Linked DNA regions of Bos taurus: region 1 is linked to region 2. A link is a contact called in public Hi-C data. All regions are on one chromosome and are shown on one strand. Each heading gives the region's core, a stretch centred on a gene start, on an enhancer-like site or on the middle of the called end of the contact. The rest is flanking DNA. Distances are from core to core; before and after follow the strand shown.

What was found. A called contact is a pair of places that touch in the nucleus more often than the background predicts.
Region 1: a Hi-C map of skeletal muscle shows a contact between it and region 2, with 4 times the contacts expected there. The contact joins the enhancer-like site here to the promoter of C15H11orf96 in region 2. A contact is called at or near these places in 3 of 11 Hi-C or Micro-C datasets (liver and skeletal muscle).

What each region holds. Positions count from the first base shown.
Region 1 is chr15:74,097,723-74,100,422 of ARS-UCD2.0, reverse strand. No RefSeq gene overlaps it. Among named protein-coding and RNA genes, the nearest start is that of C15H11orf96, 55 kb to the right of the region's middle. Within about 2 kb of position 1,447, at least 22 of the 102 cell types and tissues checked have an H3K27ac peak or open chromatin away from gene starts, as enhancers often do. A contact at or near this core is called in skeletal muscle, where this site is marked.
Region 2 is chr15:74,042,710-74,045,409 of ARS-UCD2.0, reverse strand. C15H11orf96 (chromosome 15 C11orf96 homolog) reads right to left here and starts at 1,431. Exons shown (of 1, transcript NM_001145035.1): 1 at 52-1,431. The coding sequence starts at 1,107. The coding sequence ends at 736.

The sequences.
Region 1 (2,700 bases), core at 198-2,697, 55 kb before region 2:
ACCGTCTGATGGCAGAGACGAACACCTGTGCAGAGTAAGCCACGAGGAGGGCAGACAGGGGACCTCTGAAAAACAGGGGCTTCAGGCGAACCCAAAGTGAGGCTCCCTGCCCTCCAGCAAAGGCCTGGCTTCCCGGAGCCTTTTCCAAGCCCGCCCTGAAGCTGGGCATCCCAGGGGCTCCTATATTTTCACCAGGCAGGTGGGAGCGGGAGAGAAGGTAGGGAGGAAAACCGCATCCGTGGATGCCTTCCGGTCCTCTCCCGAGTCACTCTGATCGGGATTTGGTTGACGTCTTCCAGTCCTCTCCCGAATCACTCTGATTGGGATTTGGGGACTTCCTGAAAAAATAAAACAGAAACCCACACTCATAGAAGCCTAAAATTCATCATTAGAGATATTTGGGAAGAGGAGGTGTTGAGTGTTTTGTAAAAGAAGAACTTCAGATCGAGCCTAATTAACCTTGGTCCAAATTACCTAGCTTACTCCGTTAAGAACGTGCATTTGGGAGTCAGGTTGCCGTGATTTGAACACTGCCGCCACCGCTTTAGATTCCTGGATAAGTTATTTCACCTCCCCGAGCCTCAGTTTCCTCCTCTGTAAAATGGGGATAAGTACAGTACCTACCACATCTTCACCAAGGTGAAGATGAGATAAGGTAACATACATAAAGCCCTTACCTGATTCTGTGGCATTTAGAAGACATCCAGTAGTTGTTAGCTGTTATGATTTATTTTTGTTATTTCTGTCTTCTTTATGATGATCCACACAACACCAACTCTGAACCAAACCTTGTACCTGGCACTGCAACCATGAAGAGGAATAAACCAGTCCCTATGCTCCAGGAGCTCATAGTCAGATACACAGGGCAGGCGAAGGTCAGCAGGCACTTGTTCACATGTTAGTATGAATTAGCTTCATAAACCACTTGTCTTTGAAAGGGGGAAGGTTGTGAGATCAAGTCCGTAGGAGAGAGAGGTTCACACCGTGGAAAACACTTGCCTGCGCCTAGAACATCAGGGGATTTCATCTATCCTGTTTTGTTGTTTTGGGATCAGAGTGGGGATGCAGAGCTGACCTCTGGGACAGAAACCAGGGAAATCAGCTTCCAGGCAGATTCTTCCAGATTTTGCTGGTGCTTGGCCTGAGGAAGTTCCCTGCAGGAGGCGGGGGAGCGGGAAGGCATCCGCCTAAAGTTCCAGAAAGGAAAAATCTTCTGGGCCTGCCAAAAGCACATCATTGTTCCCACCATACCCCAGCCTCAGACCCACCTCCGCAGGGACCTCCGCCCTGCCTTGGCCTTGAACTTGGGAACGCTGGCTTCTCTGCATTCTGTTCGCTTGGGAAGAGCTGCGGGGCTTATTCTGGGAAGTTGGCTCGACCTCCTGCCCTGTGTTCCCCGCTCCTCCCCTAGATGGGGACAGATACTGCATGGGCCCTGGGCCACCCCCATGGTCTGCGAAGAGGCTCGGTTCAGAGGCAGGCAGAGCAAGCCTGGGAATGTGGGTGGTGGAGTGGGGAGGCTGGGTGGGCTGGTGACCCAGATTTCATTTCCTGTCCCGCTTCCCTCCATTCCCAGACACCAGCTGGGGCTGGACACAGACCACAGGCCAGCAGGGAACCGACAGTCATCTCCTCGCTGTGAAGCCAGGACTCAAGTTTTGCTCCAGCCTGGAGTCGGGCGTCCTGGAGCCCACCTGGACCCCGCCTGGACGGCGTCCCCAAGGCCTTTCTGATGGAGGCGAGGAGTGTGTCCACCAGGTCCACCATCCCCACCTCCGCTTCGGCACAGGAACAAACTGAGCTCGGGGTGCAGCTGAGACCTGACGAAAGTGACACAGTGGGTTGGTGGCAGGGGTCGCATCCAGGCCCAGGTCTTCTGACTTCACGTTGCTGGGAAGTTCAGGATAAACGCAGGCGTGAATGAACAAATGTATGAAAATCCTGATGCCTACGCCCCTGCCACAGTAACAGGGGAAATTAAGAATCCATTAGACAGCTCGTCATGAGGACTCGAGAGGACCAGGACACCAGAAAGAGGGAAGAGGGTCTGGCAGTGCCCACACCATGCCAGTTCTTGGAGTGGGGACATCCCTAGAACTTATTTACCTCTTCTGGGATGGGAGTGGTGAGGGAACTCTTTCCTTCATTTAGTTAACAGAAGTTTATTGGGGGAATATCAAATGCTGGGGGCTTCCCAGGTGGCGCTAATGGTAAAGAATCCTCCTGCCAAAGCAGAAGACATGGGTTCGATCCCTGGGTCGGAAAGATCCCCTGGAGGAGCAAGTGGCAACCCAGTCCAGTATTCTTGCCTGGAAAATTCCATGGACAGAGGAGTCTGAGGGGCTACAGTCCATGGGGCCCCAAAGAGTCAGACACGACTGATCAACCGAGCACACACCTATCAGCGTTTGCTGCCGTGAAATTTGCCCAGCAAACCCCTCAGATAAGGTCCCTGCACTTGTGGGCGAGACAATCAAATGACAAGCCAGCAAAGGAAGGTGGGATGACCAACGGCAACACCCATGTGACGGGAGCAAACAGGGCTGGGAGGCACTTGACAGAAAGGAGGGTTTGGAGGGCTTTGCCTCTCTGAAGAGGTGGCATTTAGGCTGAGCCCACGGAAAGAGAAGGAACCAGCCTGGTGGAGCTCTGGAGAAAGGGCTGTTCCAGGCAGAGGAAACAGCAGGTGCAAAGGCCCTG
Region 2 (2,700 bases), core at 182-2,681:
TCCCCTAGTTTTGGGAACCTGGGCACTAAAGGAGTCCAAGAAGTCAAGAGCCTTGAGAAATGCACTGTGCAAATATATTGACTTTATTTGTCTCCGTTCGGGAGCCTCACAGACATATCTAGGTAAAAAGATCGTTAAATAAACGCCGTCAGCCATCGCAATGCAAAAATAAATATCAATCCTCCGGCCACAGCGCCAGCTGCGCTGCGCCCCAAGTCCCATCGGCCGCGCCTAACAATTATAAAAGTGTTCAGCGAGAGTGGGTCGGCGTGAGTGTGAACGGGTGTGCGCGCGGGGGGTGGCCGGGAGGGGTGGGCACGGTGGAGCGGTGTGCAAAAATCGGAGTTTCAGACCATCGGACAAGGGCGTGGAGCGACTCTCCGCGAAGCCCCAGGGACCCGCGGCGACTCAGTGCGGGTGCGCCTCCCCGCACACACTCACAGCAGAGTTCGTACTGGGAAGAGTTAAAAAATAAACATTTACAAGGGCAAAGAAAGGCGGCACCCCCTTCCCCGGCGCCCCGGCTTCCCGGCGCGCGCTCCCGCCCGGGGCGAGCTCAGCTCGGGGCGCCCGGACCAGTTTGCTGTCGGGTGAGGGTCCAGGCGGTCCCCCAACCAGGGTGCTCAGCGGATAGGGGACCCCGAGTGCAGGGCGCGGGGCCCCCTCGGGGTTCGCACGCTGGTCCGTCGCGACGCGCCGCCCGGGCGCGCGAGTCCCGGCTGCGGGCGGCGCCGGTCACAGGGCCGAGTCGGAGTCGCTGGAGTCCAGGCTGTTCCTCAGTTTGCAGCCGCTGAGCGGCTCCCTCTGCAGCGACAGACTCTGCGTGCTGCGGCGCAGGCACTCCAGGCTCTGCAGGAACGACTTCTTGGCCTTCTCCTCCTCCATAGGGGACGCCCCCTCCTCCTCCACCTCCTGGATCTCGTCGAAGGTCACCGGCTGCGTCTTGAAACGGGACTGGCGCGGCCGCCGCAGCCGGCCCTTGCCCTTGGACAGCTTGGTGGGCCTCATGGGCTGCGGGAACTCGTCGGCCAGGCACACGAAGTGCGGCATCACCGCCTGGTAGCTGGAGCAGATGCCCATCAGCTCGCCGGGCTTGGCGGCCGCCATGGCGCGGCCGGCGTTTTCGGGGTCGGCCGGCGGGGCGGCGGGGCTCTCCGGGGGCGGCCGCTGCGCCGGGGCCCCCCGGGAGGCAGCAGCCTGGGGCTCGCCGCGCGGAGGATCCAAATCTGCTGCGGGGTGGTGGCGGCCCTCACGGGCCCGGGTCGGCGCTCCTCTGGAGGGCGGGCGGGCCCGTCGGGGGGCGCGGGCCTCCGGGGCTGGGTGGGGTGGGGGGTGCGCTGCTCCGAGGCGCTCGCCGCCGCCGCTGTCGCCGTCTGCCCGGCGTCGGCCCGGCCCGCCGCTTATATAGCCGGCTCCTGCCCACACGGCTGCGAGCTCGGATGACAGCGAATGCCATTTAAAGCGTGCGCGCCCCGCGCCCTTCCGCCTGACGTCGCCCCGCCACTCTGGGAAAGTAGCGGCCCTTTCCCCGCCCCGCGCCGCCCGTCAACCCAGCTCCGGAAGGCAGGCCCCGCCCGCGGGCGTTCGGGAGCATCCGAGGCTGCGGAGCGGGCGGCGGGGCCCGGGCGCGGGGCGGTCGGGGAGCGAGGCGGTCCCGCCCGCCCTGGGATTCCCCAAGTCTGGACCAAGCGTGCTGGCCGCGGGGGCGCAAGTCAGCCCCCCCACCCCTGCCCCATCCAGCCGCCTAATCCCAGAAGCACACAATCGAGACGCTCGGTTGTTTGGCCTCGGGTTCTGGGCTGAGCGCGCGCGGGGCGGAGGCAGCTTCCCAGTCTTCCTTGCCGCAGGGAAAGCCAGGCCCCTCGGGCTCCCCAAAACCGAGTTCCGAGGAAAGACCGGATTTCTCCTTTGGATCCATGCCGCCTCTCCTCCCCACGCGCGCACACAAACACACGCACAGAGGCACTCATGAATACAAACACAGCTGATGACTCCAGTCCACTTCTCTCCCCTAATTGTCTTTATGTCTGTGTCTTCAACTACCTGCACCCTCCAAGTCCCTCGCGCACCCCCATTCATGCTCAGAAGAATGACACTTAGATATGGCACTGACAACAACAATAATGATAACTAACCATCTGGAGAGCTTTACTCCAAGCCGGGCAGGGAGCTGTGTTTTACATATATTATCCCACTTAATCTCCCTAACAGCCCTGTGAGGTAGCTGGTATTCTCGCAGTTTTACATATGAGAAAGTGGAGGCACAGAGAGGATCAGTAGTCCACTAGAGACTGATAGACCGAGCCGTCTCCACTCCAGACTCCAGGCTCTGATCGTCCCCTGCTAAGGGTTGGTGCCCACCAATGCCCCCAGGGCTTCTAAAAGTAGGCCCCCTGCCTGGGGTTCCCAGGCTCCCAAGGAAAAAACCCTGAGCATTGTTTTTGACACGTGGCCCTGGAGTGCCAGCACCCAGCTCTCAGGGCTGCTGGGAAAGGAGGGAATCAATGGACTTCGGCCTCCATTCCTTCCATAGCCATTCAACAAAGATTTATTGAGAACCTGCAGAATACCAGCTCAGGAAAGTCCTTGCCCTCATGAAAGTTACAGTCTAGGGAAGCGGGCAGAGTAGACAATAAACACCTAAACAAGAAACGTACTGGGGGTGGAGTGACAGGGATGCAGACAGAGAGATGGGGGTGT